Linked DNA regions of Sus scrofa: all the other regions are linked to region 3. Evidence: chromatin contacts called from public Hi-C data. All regions are on one chromosome and are shown on one strand. The core of a region is the stretch at or near the end of the contact, and the rest is flanking DNA. Distances in the headings are between cores, read along the strand shown.

Evidence for each region. A called contact is a pair of places that touch in the nucleus more often than the background predicts.
Region 1: a Hi-C map of liver shows a contact between it and region 3, with 7 times the contacts expected there. The contact joins the promoter of SLC25A1 here to the promoter of C14H22orf39 in region 3. A contact is called at or near these places in 1 of 5 promoter capture datasets (liver), 2 of 47 Hi-C or Micro-C datasets (epiblast stem cells and liver) and 2 of 2 datasets of contacts at active chromatin or transcription factors (alveolar macrophages and skeletal muscle).
Region 2: a contact with region 3 is called in a Hi-C map of skeletal muscle, with 6 times the contacts expected there. The contact joins the promoter of DGCR2 here to the promoter of C14H22orf39 in region 3. A contact is called at or near these places in 2 of 47 Hi-C or Micro-C datasets (liver and skeletal muscle).

Annotation. Positions count from the first base shown.
Region 1 is chr14:50,974,991-50,979,833 of Sscrofa11.1, forward strand. It overlaps SLC25A1 (solute carrier family 25 member 1), which reads right to left and starts at 2,536. Exons shown (of 9, transcript NM_001190189.1): 1 at 2,323-2,536; 2 at 1,965-2,072; 3 at 1,790-1,889; 4 at 1,565-1,703; 5 at 1,097-1,181; 6 at 849-953; 7 at 641-756; 8 at 489-562; 9 at 1-258. The coding sequence starts at 2,407. The coding sequence ends at 144.
Region 2 is chr14:50,933,085-50,937,716 of Sscrofa11.1, forward strand. It overlaps DGCR2 (integral membrane protein DGCR2/IDD), which reads right to left and starts at 2,519. Exons shown (of 10, transcript XM_001929599.7): 1 at 2,246-2,519. The coding sequence starts at 2,324.
Region 3 is chr14:51,110,888-51,115,299 of Sscrofa11.1, forward strand. It overlaps C14H22orf39 (UPF0545 protein C22orf39 homolog), which reads right to left and starts at 1,498. Exons shown (of 3, transcript XM_001929616.6): 1 at 1,400-1,498; 2 at 1,107-1,274. The coding sequence starts at 1,423. It overlaps UFD1 (ubiquitin fusion degradation protein 1 homolog), which reads right to left. Exons shown (of 12, transcript XM_001929622.7): 12 at 2,971-3,775. The coding sequence ends at 3,701.

The DNA of each region.
Region 1 (4,843 bases), core at 1,286-3,785, 130 kb before region 3:
AGACACATGGCACTACGGGACATGTGGAACTGACGACCACAGGGGTCAGCCCTGGGCCACGGAGTGCAAGGGATGGGGAGGGGCCTTTTGGCACGACTGCATTGGAATTGTGATAAGGGGGCGCTGGGGGCAGCCCCCACGGCTCAGTCTGTCTTCCACACTTTGTTGAGCAGCTTCACCACCTCATCATAAATGATGAACACAATGGCCACATCCAGGCAGACCCGACCCAGGCGGGGGATGGTGCCCTTGTAGAATCTGGAGAAGTAGGAAATGAAAAGGCTGATGAAGACAGTGTCTCTGCAAAGTGGGGGTGGTCCCTAGGTAGGAGGAGCAAGAGCAGAGGCCTATGGTGGGACTCACTAAGGGATAGGCCTAGGGTAGGGTGGGCTGAGGCCCTGGCAGAAGGCAGAGAGGGCCTGGGGCAAAGATGGGCAGCCCCTCCCATCCCCCACTCACGCCTTGAGCCCCTCCCATCCCCCACTCACGCCTTGAGCCCCTCATTCCTCAGGATCTGCAGGCCGCAGTCCCAGGTATTGCGGTATTTATGTGCCTCCAGGCCCTGCAAGACACCAGAAACAATTAGGCTCAGCAACCAGCCCCTTTCCTGGCCCCGCCCCCTTCCGGGCCATGCCCACACCTGCATCCGGGTCTTGATCACATCCAGAGGAGTGTTCCCGAAGACACTAGCTGCTCCCGCAATTGCTCCAAACACACCAGTGATCAGCGGGTTCATGGGCTTGTTGGGGTTGTCCCCTGGATAGGGGAGAGGGTTGTGGTGAGAAGGGGACAGGAGAGTAAGGGGAGAGTACGAGGCCTGGAGGTGGGGTTCGGGGGTACAGACGCACCTCGGTACCAGTTGCGCAAGGCGGTCATAACGAAGAAGCGGATGGCCTGGTTGGATCCCTGCTTCAGCACAGTGGCTGTGAGGCCCTGGTACGTCCCCTTCAGCCCTGGGGTGGGCAAGCACCAGGGTCACACTGACGCTTTCTGGCCCCAGCCCCAGGAGTGCCCAGGCAGGAAGCGGAAGTGTGGGCCCTTTCCAGCCTGGCCCAGGTCCCTGACCCCACCTGAGGAGGAAAGCCCAGAGGCTCACCTTGTTCCCGCACAATTTCTCTGACCCCGTGGAAGAATCCTCTGTATTTGGGGTTGGAAGAGGTCTGGTCATGGATGAACTTCACCTGAGAAAAAAGACAGCAAAAGCGCTGGCTCCTAAGGCAGGACCATAAGGGCATGCCTGGCCATTGTGACACCTGGCTGGTCCCTGGAGCAAGAGGCAACCTTACCAACGTTTTTGCTGGTATTTCCTACAACTCAAGCAGCAAACACGTGTTACCTTCTGTTTTATAAGTTTTTAAAACCTCATTATACCATTGCCTCTAGAATCAAGTCCAGGCCACAGGAAGCTATTCCTATGGGCTTCGTTGCGCAGGCTCTGCAGGCAGAACCCCTTGCCCAACTCCTGCGGGACCTACCCACCTTCATGGTCTCCTCGTGGCACAAGACCACCACCCCCGCCACCCCAGCACGCTCTGAACGCCTGTCACTTCCCAGGCCTGCCCACCTTGATAGTCTCCATGGGGCACACAACCACCACGGCCTCGGCCACACCGGCTCCCAGGCCGCACAGTAGCCCGCGCGTGCTGTCCAGCCGTCCCTGGGCGTCCCGCATGTGGTTGCTGAGAAACTCGAACGTCCCGAACCTAGAGCGAGAGGCAAAGGCATGAGATGGGCCACCCCGGAGCCGGGGCTCCCTCCTGTGGCCCCCGGGTCGCCAAGTCCGCCTCACCTGACAGCCGCCTTGGGGATGGAGCCGTAGAGCAGGGAGCTGAGGCCGCGGTACAGGCCCAGGACGCCATGGCTGCGGACTGTCTGCCGCACGCAGTCCCCTGGGGGAGGGGGCGGTCAGCGACCCCGCCTGCCGGCCGCCGGCCTGCCCGCCCCCGCCGGCCTCCCCGACTCACCGATGCCCCGGTAGCGCGGCGGGTGCGAGCGCTCGTCCAGCTGCAGCTGCGTCTTCACGTACTCGGTGGGGAAGGTGATGCAGATTTCGATGCCGCCCGCCAGGCCGCCTGCAGGGACGCACGGGGACCAAGCTGAGACCCCTCCCCCTCCCCACCGGCGCACCCTGCCCCGCCCGGACTTTGCCCGCCGCCGGGGAGCAGGGCCCACGCCCCTACCGCGGTCCTGGCCGGGTGCACCGGGGACACGCGCCGGGGGCCGGACCCCCCCCGGAAGCACGGCAAAACCCGTGTCCGGGGCCACCCGGAAGCGCGGCGGGGTCGGGGTGGGGGTCGGGGGTCTGCGTGCGCGTGCCCCCACCTGCCAGGATCGCCTTCCCCGGGTGTGTGAGCTTGGCTTTCCCGGGCGCGGGCGCGGCGGCCGCAAGAGCGCGGGGGTCGGCCATGGCGGACGGGGCAGGGGGCCCGGCGGCGGCCTCGGGTCCGAGCTGCCGTGCTCGGTCGCAACCGCGGCGGCGGCGCCGGTTATGGGTCGGGGCTGGGCGACCGCGTCGCTCCCAAGCTCCGCCCCGCGTGGTCCGAGCCGGGCCCCGCCCCCGACCCGCCCCGAGCCCGCGGGAAACTGAGGCCGGGCAGGCCCGGTGGCCCAGCCAATGGCCGCGTGGGGACCGACCAGGCACCGCCCTCTCCTCCCCACAGCCCCTCCCCCGGTACTTGTGGGGACTCCCCCTCCCCTCCAGGAGGGTGGTGCCACTCCTCCGGGCCACCCCTCACCCCATTCGCCGCGCGGTCGCAGCGCCGCTGGATCCGTGCTCACGGACTCCCGGGCTCCCAGCGGCGCACACGATGGGGAGAAGACCCCCGACGCGCCCTGCTCACCCGGGGTGCCCTACCCGGAGGAGCTTTCCCTGCTCTTCTGTCCCCTCTAGGCCCACACCAGCACCAGCAGGGGAGCTCTGCCTTGGTAAACCGACTTTAAAATGCAGGTTACACGTTGTCCAGCCAGTCCTCGAAGTGACCCGCAGAGGCAGCTCCGTCAGCGCAGAGTGGCAGGGCACCCCCACTCCTAATGCGCCCGGGAGTCCTTGCCAGAAATGAAGGCTCCAGCCACAGGGCCCGGAGGTCAGAGTCCGCCTCCTGCGTGGCGGCCTCAGCCGGTTTTCTCGGGCAGTTAGGGGTCACCGCGGGCGGCCCCAGGCTGCTGTGGCTCAAAGGCTGCCATCACTGGGCCCCAGCAAGATAAATAACATCCAGGCGTCCTGCTCTCATTGGATTCTCTGTGCTTCTGAGATGACACCCTCCTTGGGGAGGATGGGGACCCTGTAGAGGGTACTGCACCCAGTGCCCTACCCTCCAAAGCCGCTCATGAGAGGTGGCAGCATACCCACAGGGTATGCCAGCAGGTCCCGGCCTGCAGCAGTGCCTGCTGTCAGCCTTTGGCCTACGGAGGGAGAGCAGGACTCCTGCTGCCCCCGAGTGGCCAGGGGCCCCAGGAGCAGGGTGTCAGACCAGTCCTGAGTGCACAGAGGCTGAGGCAGGCACCAGAGAGAAGGTGCCTGGAGGCAAGGGCAGTGGGAGTTGTGGGGCCTTTGGAGAGGGCTGACCCGCTGAATCATGCCACAGAGGAGGACACAGGTAGTGGGAGGTGTGAACCCAGCTACAGCCTGCAAGCACACAGCCTCTAGCAGAGTTACTATTGAGGCTGGCACAGGTCACCCACAGTGAACCAGGCAGAGATGGAGTGGGGCTCCCTGGTGAATTCCATTGCTATTCCAGACCAGTGCCTTCCAGCGGGTACTTGACTGCCAGGTGCACTGGAGCAGTGGCCAGACTACAGGCCACCAGTGCAGCCGAATCCTCTGGACACAAGGACACCACCAAGACACCTCAGTGCTCCTTGCATTCAGCCAGTCTGGGCTGCCCACCCCTCCTAAGGAGACCAGTCACCTGACACCTGCCCCCCACCCCACATGACAGCCATCTGGAGATGAGCTGCCCCCTGCCCTTCCTCCAGGCTTCCCTGGGGTTGCCCATGCAGTACCCACAGGCCAGTGAAGATACATGGTGGGGGAGGGAACAGTGAGGTGACGCCATGAGTGGCAGGTTGGACACATTGTGGTCTGGGGATAACAGCGGCCTGAGGCCTAGTGACAGCCTGTGCCCCTGATGCCCACGCCTACCCGAGAGCCCTTCTTGATCCTGGATGCTGACCCTCCCTCAAATGTCCCCACGTTCAGGGCCCTCAATCTCTCCAGGGCTCTCTGCTTAGCCCTGCCTTCTCAATTAGCTCCTCTACGGCCCCTCTTGAAACTCCACCATTGCTCTGGCCTCCACACCTGTCCCACCTCTGGAACATCCCCTGCAAACATTGTCTGCTGCCTGATTGTTAGTCTCACTGAATGTGAACCCAACTGGGCTGTTTTTGTGGTGCTTTTTTTTTTCGCTTTTTTAGGGCCGCACCCAGGACATATGGAAGTTCCCAGGCTAGGGGTGGAATCGGAGCTACAGCTGCTGGCCTACACCACAGCCACAGCAATGTAGGATCCAAGCAGTGTCTGTGGCCTACACCACAGCTCACAGCAACAATGGATCCCAGACCCACTGAGCAAGGCCAGGGATGGAACCTTCATCCTCATGGATACTAGTTGGATTCATTTCCACTGTGCCATGACAGGAACTCCTCTGAATTGTTTTTTTTTTTTTTTTCCCCACTGATATGTTACCAGGAATAATGCCCAGCACACAGTAGGTGCTTAGATACTTGCTGAACAAGTGAGTGTTCTACTTGCTGGCCTCTGGACTGCTTCGTTACCTCTCAATTGCTTTACCATTCACTTCTCAAACTTCTGTGCAACAGGAAAGCATGTGGCCCTGGACCTCGG
Region 2 (4,632 bases), core at 1,269-3,768, 180 kb before region 3:
TCTGTAAGACAGCTAACAACAGTATCTACCTCAAAAGGCAGCCTCAACACACCAAGACCAAACATGCATTAAAAAGAATCAAGCTTTCCTGTCACCCAAGCCCGCATCAGAAAGCAGCTGAGAGTGGCTGAGGCCTCGTCCTAAAGTGCTCCACTTGGCAAAAATCCTCCTGGAAAGCAGTTTCACCTGGGACCCTCCTCGCACCCAAGGTGGGCCTCAGCCAGGATTCAGAGAAAAAGCATAGAAACTAAGACCAGAAAAGCCCCTTCCCAGGCACCAGACAGCAGATCCCAGGCTGGCTGGAAGGACAAAGCACAAACAGGCACACAAGGGAAACACCTGCCAACCAAAATCAGGGAGATGCAGTGCAACTCAAGAAGCCACCTGGGGCTGCTGCAAAGTTCTAATCTGGAGAATCATAGAGCGAAAAGGATAAGTTGTTTGTTTCCTGCCCCAACTCAGACCTGATTGTGAGGTCTCTAGAAACCCGTCCCTGCAAAGCAGGGGCGAAGAGCTGGCCACCTCTGGCGCTGCCTCACCACCTTGGGATGGATTTACACCTAGTCTCTGCTTCCACACCTGAAGGGAATCCCCACAGGGACAGTATTTCTCTTCATTTGAGCATCCCTAGTGACGGGCATGCCAAGACACTTTCTGAATTGCTGTTAGCCAGTTGACAGCATATGCAGACAGATGGCAAAGGAAAAGGAGCTGGGGACATCGGTCATATCCATCGCCCAGGCAGGAGATGCTGGACCTGGAACCAGAGACTCCCCAAGGACGTCAAGTATGACGTGTGGCTTCACATCTCAGAGTCCAGTGACATAACGTGAGAAATCAGGACCCAGGGTCAAACGGGACGACTATCACCTCTCTGCAGGTGTACCTGTGTTTCCAAAAGAACTTAACCACGAAACTCCACAAATCTAGTGGTTCTGGTTCCCAAGAACCTAGACAGTACCCCTCCACAGGAAGCCTCTTCCTTTCCCACAACCAGTCCCCCTACCCAGAGAACATCCCTGACCGTGAACAACCAGATCTGCTCTGGGGGCCCAGAGACATAACTGGAGACTCCAGGTTGAGTGTGGGCAGAGACATTGAGCAGTACAGTGTGCCCAGAATTCGACCCTGGTGGGGACCTGCACAATGCTGTGCTCCCTGCCTGCGAGGACACACCTGGGTCCTATGGCACTCACACAAGACAGCCCTTGGCACTGCATGGACCCCCTCCTCCATTAAGAAAAAGCCTTTTTTTTTTTGTCTTTTCTTGAGCCACTCCTATGGCATATGGAGGTTCCCAGGCTAGGGGTTGAATCGGAGCTGTAGCCACTGGCCTACGCCAGAGCCACAGCAACTCGGGATGCAAGCTGCGTCTGCCACCCACACCACAGCTCACGGCAACGCCGGATCTTTAACCCACTGAGCAAGGGCAGGGATTGAACCCTCAACCTCATGGTTCCTAGTCGGATTCGTTAACCACTGCGCCACAACGTGAACTCCCTTTTTTTTTCTTTCTCTCTTCTTGTCTGTCATTTTTGGCCGCTCCACGGCATATGGAACTTCTGGACCAGGGATCAGATAGGAGCCACAGTACGACCCAAGCCGCAGCTTCAGCTACGCTGGATCTACCCACTGTGCAGGGCCGGGGATAGAGCCCGTGTCCCAAAGGCTCCCAAGACGCCGTCGATACCGTTGCGCCACAGCGGGAGCACCAAGAATCATGCTTTTCAACTGCATTGGTACAAAGTTGAATGAATTTATATGTACATATTACATTTACTTTTATCTAAAAGTTCAGGGCTTCTTCCTACTGATTTTCAAAGAAAACACTTTGGCAGGCCACTTAAAGCACCCGGTCTCTTGTTCCTGACGGATAAATCGGCCCTGTCTTTGGGGAATTGATTTTCTCGTTGAAGGAGATGGTCCGTCAGACACAGGTAGACTTGTCCGGGATCTTCCGGCTGCGGCAACCCCGACTCCCCACCACAGGCTTCCTCAGAAAACACACGCTCCCGGGGCCCTCCGAAAGCCTCTGGGGACCACAGACCAGGAGCACTCCCAGGGCCCAGCTCGGGGGCTCACAGGCCGAGCGACCGTGCAGACCAGATGCCCCGAGCCGCCCCCGCGACCCCCGGCCAGACCCCCACTGCTCTCGCTCCGGTCAAGCGCGGACGCGGGTCCACAGGCTCCCCAAGGTCCCGGCGCCGGCCCCGCGGGGTTCAGCCCCGCCCCCACCGCCGCTCACCTGGCCGCAGCGGTTCGGTGACCGTGAGCACCAGAAGGAAAAGCAGCAGGAAGGCGCCGCTGTCTGCCTTGGGCACCATTTATCCTCCGTTCATCGTCCCCGGGGCGGCCGCGCGACCCCACGGGGAGGCCGGGCCGGGCCGGGCCGGACGAGGACGCGGCGGGAAAAAGCTCCGGGAGGGGCGGAGGGACGCGCGCTCTCGGCCACAGCCTCGGGCTCCGACTCCAGCTCCGCGCAAGATGGCGGCTGTCCTGCTCGGTCCGCGCCGCCCCGCCCCCGCCCGCGACGCGGCGCTGGCCAATGAGCTCCGAGAAGGGCGTGGCCCGTGCCCTCCCAAGCGCAGTGTCCGAAAGGGGCGTGGCCCGAGGGCGGCCGGGGTTACGAAGTGTCAAGGGTACCATTGGCTGAGCAGAGAGGTTGTGTTTGGGGCGGAGCCTCAGCGGCGCGGCCTCCAAAGGGCCCGGATCCTAGGACGGGGGACAGGGGTGGTGGGGCCTAGATGACCGACACGGAAAGGGCGGGACGTTCATGGGCCGGCGCGGCCCGGGGGCGTGGCCTGAAGGGAGTGGGGCAGTGCGCAGGGGGAGCTAGTGGGACACCGAGGGTCTTCACACCTCTGGCACCAGATGGCCCAGGTCTCGTCAGCGGTCACAGAGTGCACCCCAAAGTGGTCTTTTTAAAGCGGAACCGCTGTGGAGTGGAATCTGGACTATCTATGAAGAGGTTCTGAAGGCGGTTCCACCGTGTAGGGAACATGCATGTGTGTGGCTTCCCCCGCACGCACAACTGAAATGTTTCAGAGGAGGAAGTAGCCTCAGGGAGGGTCACCAAGGAGAGGTGACAGGGAAGCCCAGATCCTAGTGACTGTGAGCAAAGCCGGCCTCTGGAGGAAGGGCCCTGCCTACACAAGGGGGGAGGCAGGGACGCTGGCACAACTGCTGCCACAGCAGGCCTGTGTGCATGGAGGGAAGCCAGTGGGGACAATACTCCAAGTGCTGGCCATGCACCTGTCATCGTGGGAGGGGACACAGCAGATGGGGTGTTCTCAGAGATAGGAAGGACCACCAGCCACGCACACAAGGCCTGGCCCAGGGTGTCGGGGCTGGGGAAGAGGGTGAGGATGGGAGCAAAGGCCAGATAGGGCCAAGGTTGGTAGGCACCCACCTGGCCCACCTCCAACCCCCCAGCTCACTCCAAGGAGCAGTTACCCTGAGCCCTTTCAGGGCATGCTCATCCTGAATGTCCCGGGATTCCAGCCAGGGACACTTAGAATCATCTGAGAGAAGTACCCACTCCCTGCAGATGCGTTTGACCAACATCAACCCCAAGACCAGACCAGACCTGCCTGCTCCTGTCTCCTCAGGGCATGGCCCAGAGAAGATGCTGGACAAAGGGGGCCCACAGCAGAGAGGCCCCACTACTGGTAGAAATGGCAGTCCCTGCCTAACACTGTCCTGTAGGCATGTCCTCAGGGAGCATTCCCCCAGCAGCTGCTGTACTGGATCCAGGCCCAGCCTTCTGCCCCCAGCCCCACACCTGCCCTGGGAGCCCAGCCAGGGCTACAGCTGGGAAGACCACCAGAAGGGAAGTCACAGTCAAGAGTAGAAAGCCCTACCAGCTGTCACCTCCAACCCCTGCAGAGCCACTGTCAGAGACCAGCAAAGTTTTGGATGAGAGCCATACAGGGAAGTGAAAAGTCCACCTAAACCATGCAGGGGGAGGGCAGAGCACCAGCTTCCTAAGCTGCAGTGACCACTGGGCCAGGAGTCCTTGCCCCTCCTGACCACCCCACCCGCCTTCTTGGTCTGCTGTGTGCCCAGCAGACTGCCTGCATGGACACTATCAAAGGCTTCTAGGTCAGGGACATCTCCCCAGCCCCTTCCCCATGGGCTCCTGAAGCCTCCACCTGAGATCACTGCTTCTCTCAAGGTGGCCCTCTCTGCCCTCTTCCTCCCAGGTCCTAGTGACCATCTGCCCTTCTTCCAGTTCTGCTACTACAACAGGGTTCCCTACCCTCTGCTCCATATCTGTAGCCCACCTCAGAGATCCCTAACTTGAGAGCGACTCCCATTTCCTACTGAGCCTCAGACTGATGGGACCATGTACATGCCCTGCATTTCCAGGGATGCCTCAGCTTGCAGAAATCAGCCCACCGATCCATCAGTAGCCCTGGCTCCACTTTGGAGGCTTAGGCAGAACTATGCGCTCCTCTGAGTCCCCTCCTACCTTGGGTCCCAGCAGAGCATGAGGTCACGCTCTGCTGGCCTTCGGTCTGCTGCAGCCCACTGGCCGGCCTCCTAGGGTTCCAAGTCTAAGTGGCTCAGACCAGAGCCTCATTCCCCAGGGCACTCCTCCTTTATGACTTCACCCGCTTAAGTCACCTGGGA
Region 3 (4,412 bases), core at 248-2,747:
AGGAAGGAATAATCTGGCTAGTGAACATCTCGCTTTTCTCATTAAGTGACATACTGTGGGTATCTCTGCACATGGGGATGGATTACTACCTGTTCTTAAGAGCTGTGTGATACTCCATGATGGAGAAGACATCATCTGGTCAAATGTCTATTACTGGGCTTTAGGACACTTTCAGTCTTTGCACTATTACAAACAGTGACACTATGCACATTTTGAACCTGTAATTTGTTACCCAATTACTTCCTTAGGATAAACTTTCAGAGTTAAAATTGTGGGGTTAAAAGGTATGTGTTTGACATTTAGATAATCAGAACTCCTGACATTCCATCAGCACTGCCCAAGTGCCTGACTCTGCAAACCCCTGTGGACATTCCACTGGGCAGAAACCACTTACTGTCATTTCAATCCTATACCAGACCATTTGGTTTCCTTTTAGAATGAATTTCTTTGTGCTCCTTGCCTGCTTTTCTACTCTAAAATCATTTCCATTTTTCTTAGTGATACATGACAGCTACCTTTAAAATATTATACAGCATTCTTCCCATAGAAACTACAACTATCTTTCCCACTTTCCACTTATCAAGACTTGGCATCATTTTCTTTTACACACACTAGTCCTGCTGGCTCCCTCCCCCGAAAACCCCCAACTCCCCATGAGCACTGCCCACTCACAGCTTCACTCCATCCCCTACCCCCACCCTCCGGCTCCAAGGCACCCCTGTATCCTAGACTGGGATGTAGGAGCCAGGACAGGGGCTGTGACCTTCCAAAGTGTTCAGTGTCTGCTGAATGAATGGACAAGAACTCTCTCCTGACTGGTCTCCCACGCCTCCACCATTATATTCTCTCACCCTGGCAGCCACACTGATCTTTTAAAGATGTAAATCAAAGCAGGCGTCCCAGCATGCGTGGAGGCTAGGATCTAGCCCCTCTTTTAAAGTCTGCCAGGTCTATCCTCACCGCAGCCCCTGCGGCCCGGCCCCTGTTCCCTGCAGCGTCAGGCCTTCTTGTGCCCCCGGCTGGGTGACGCCGCTGGGCTTGGTCCTCGTCTTCCAGAGTTCGGCAGAACCACTCTCTGCAGGCGAGGCAGATCACCTGGGCCTCACCTGGGCCTCGGCGCTGCGGCGCTCCTCCCACTCGCGGCAGCTGGCCAGGTCGCGTCCCCACTGCCCGCAGGCCGGCCTCTCCCCGTGGACGTAGTAATGGTGCAGGAAGTGCCCGGCGCTGCGGCACAGCTCCCACTCCGCTCGGTAGGCCTCACACGGGCGTGGTGGCTGCGGGGACCCGAGAGTGAGCGGGGACGCAGTGCCCGCCCCGCGCGGCCCGAACCCGGTCACCGTCCGCCGGTCCGCCCCTCCCGAACCCAGTCACCGCCCGACGCGGCACCTCCACCGATCACCTGCCAGCCTCCGCCTTCCGCCATGTCCAGGAGCCTGCTGAGCCCGCCTCCTGAGCCCGCGGGCCGTGTGACTGACGGTGGAGGAACCAATGAGCCCCGAGATCTCACCGCTTGCCGGGTGAACAGGACGTCCGGGTTAGCAGCCAATAACAGCCGAGGGCGGGCGGGGAGTGGGACCTAGAGGCCGGGGCGGGGCCTGCAGGGCCGGTGTAAGCGGAGCGCGCCGCCCGGGTCGCAGAGCTGCGTTGAGGTGGTGACAGCGGCCGTCAGCTCTGGCCCGCAAGCGCTGGGCTACAGAGGCCGTTTCTGACGGAACCACGCGGTTCAGACGGGTTCTTAACAGAAACTTTATTTTCATAAAAGACCTGTACATTTCGTAAGCACAAACCGGCATCAGCGCCTCGTGGCCAGGTCTCTGGCTGCAGCAATCTCGCCAGTGTCCAGGATGTGCCGGGCTATGAGGCCACGGAGGGGAAAGCAAGCCCTGCGGGTGGGTGTCCGGATGTCGTGTTAGGGGCGATGCTCACTGAGTCTGGGGAGACAGGACCTTTGTTCACAGATGCCCAGGAGACAATGACAGCGAAGGGGAGTAGTCTGGTGGGCCTGCGACACCGCTGCAGATGGTGGTTCTCCATCTCCTGCCAACCTTGTACAGGCCCTGGGGCCCCTTGCAAGGTGGATGCCTGGCTCCCTGGGGAGTGACACTGGGTCAGGTGGGAAAGCTGGCTCACAGAGCAAGCTCGGAGAAGACATCGTTTATGGCCAGCTGCAGGCCGGGGTACGGCAGTGACGACCATGCCCACAGACAACACCCCACTGTGTCACCAGAAGACCTACCAATGGGGTCCACCTGTGGCCCAAGCAGGGAGTGTGCCTCCAGGAAAGGACCAGGAGGGCTTTCCTTGTCTACACAGTGGATGTTGCTCAGAGAAGACAAAAACCCAGGACAATCATGCTCCATTAACAATCATTATGCATAAAATGACCTGTTAGCAGATGTGATCCAGCAAACTGTGGCTGTCTACCCGCTAAGGAGGGCTTTGACTTCTGCCAGTGACCCCAGGACCCCTTAAGTGGACAGTCAGGTAGGTCACATTCATTGCCAGTGGTATGGACCAGAGGGCCCAGCCCTGGTCACCATGATGACCTTTGCTCATTCTTAGGACATGTGGGTAAACCCTGGTCCATCGTCCTGCAGGGGAGCTCCATTCAGACAAGTAGGAACAAGGGAATACCCTGCTGGGCCTGACCATCCCCACCCAGGGGTCAGAGAACCTCATTTCTCCCTATATTCTTAGGGAGCCCCCAGAAGAGTTCTTTTCTAAGCACAGGATTGGATCGGCACCTGCAAGCAGGCCTCCCTCCAGCTGGGTCAGTGGCCCAACTGTCAACTCATGTTGGTACCTCATCAAACATTTAGAGGCAATTCAGATTTTAATCATTGCCTGTTTTTATTTGAAATTCTTGATTCAGAATTAGTTTTAAGGAACAAAAGATTAAAATAATTGGATTAACATGTCAAAAGAGCTCATATTATAGAAAGTGAGACTAAATTAATACTAGTAAATAAAGACAGGCCAACAGAAACTTTAATGATTTAATACATTAAAACTGGGAGTGGTGGGTAGGGAAGGAGAAAGAACACTTCTTTAGCTTTCATTTATTCTAATACTCATATATGTGCTTCACCATGTTGTTTTACAGCAGAAGAGACTGATTAAGAAGGCAGTTATTTCCAAATGAAATCAAAATAAAAGTGGAAATGCTTTCAGATCAGCTTTTCCGAGTAATGTCTTTTAGTGATGAAAAAAACAAACAAACCAACATTGTAAAATCAAAATAGAAACACCCTTCCTCAAATACTTAAATTGCAGCCAGAGTAATGGGAGAGCCACTATTTATAGAGAGCACTTATCTGTTTAAACCACTTTTTTTCCAGGCCAAAGGCAACTATGACAACTATGACCTGGAAAAAGAAAGGTCAAATGAAGAAAAAACACCACAGCTTGGAGCAGTTCAATCCCTTCACAGGTTTTGAACAGGAATTGGGGGACTCTGCTGCAGCTGAGGCAGTGAGCGAGCCTTGAGGGCTGAAAGCAGGGAGTGGTGACCCGAGATGGCTGCTCCTTCCCCCAATCAGGTGCACAACTCCACGGCCTGCTGTTCCACTTCCAGTCAGACCTGAGAATTCTTAGGTAATTCTAAACAAACCTAAGGTGACAGAGCATCCCCATCAGAGCCAGTAACTAAAAGCCATCATGTTGCAATTACTTTATTTTCCAATCAGCCAACAGTCCTAACCTATGGCTTTCTTCCCTTTTTACGCAATGACTGCCCTTCTCCAGAGAAGGCGACGAATCTGCCTCCAGCTTCATCCTAAGTGTGAAGAGAAAATACTATTTTCAGAAACTCCTTGGAATTAAAAAAAAAAAAAAGGTTTATCTGTTGACTCATGTACCATTTGCCCATTTTCCTTAACCCCCTATTATTTATAAGAAATGTCTTTGAAATAGAAATACAAATTATAATCTACTGAATTGAAAACAAAGCCATGGAATCACAAGCCTGCATCTACCACAGCCTTTCGTCTCAGGCTGAACGTGTACACATCCTTTTGCACAGGCACCACATTTCAACGCAAGCATTACAAAATATACCCCCCAAATAACACATGCAGCCACTGTCTCATACACATGTCTATAAACTATAAACTTCATACTTCATTCCCAAGTGTCAAGACACTGCTTTTCTCATCTAGCACTCGCTAGAGATGCAGAGAATCCCATCCCCTGGGAGAGGCAGTTCTCCCATCAGCTACTGTTCCAGACTGCAGTGTTCACACTGGCAGGTGAGCAGATTGATGTATCTGCACACGACTTTGATTTTCCTAGAAGTGGAATTCTGCAGTAGAGGGATGCACAGATTTTTAAGGCTTTTGAAAATTGTGACTCAACAGCCCTTGGAAACCCTCTACCCAGCTATTCTCCCACCAGCAGAAAGATGCTGAACCCTC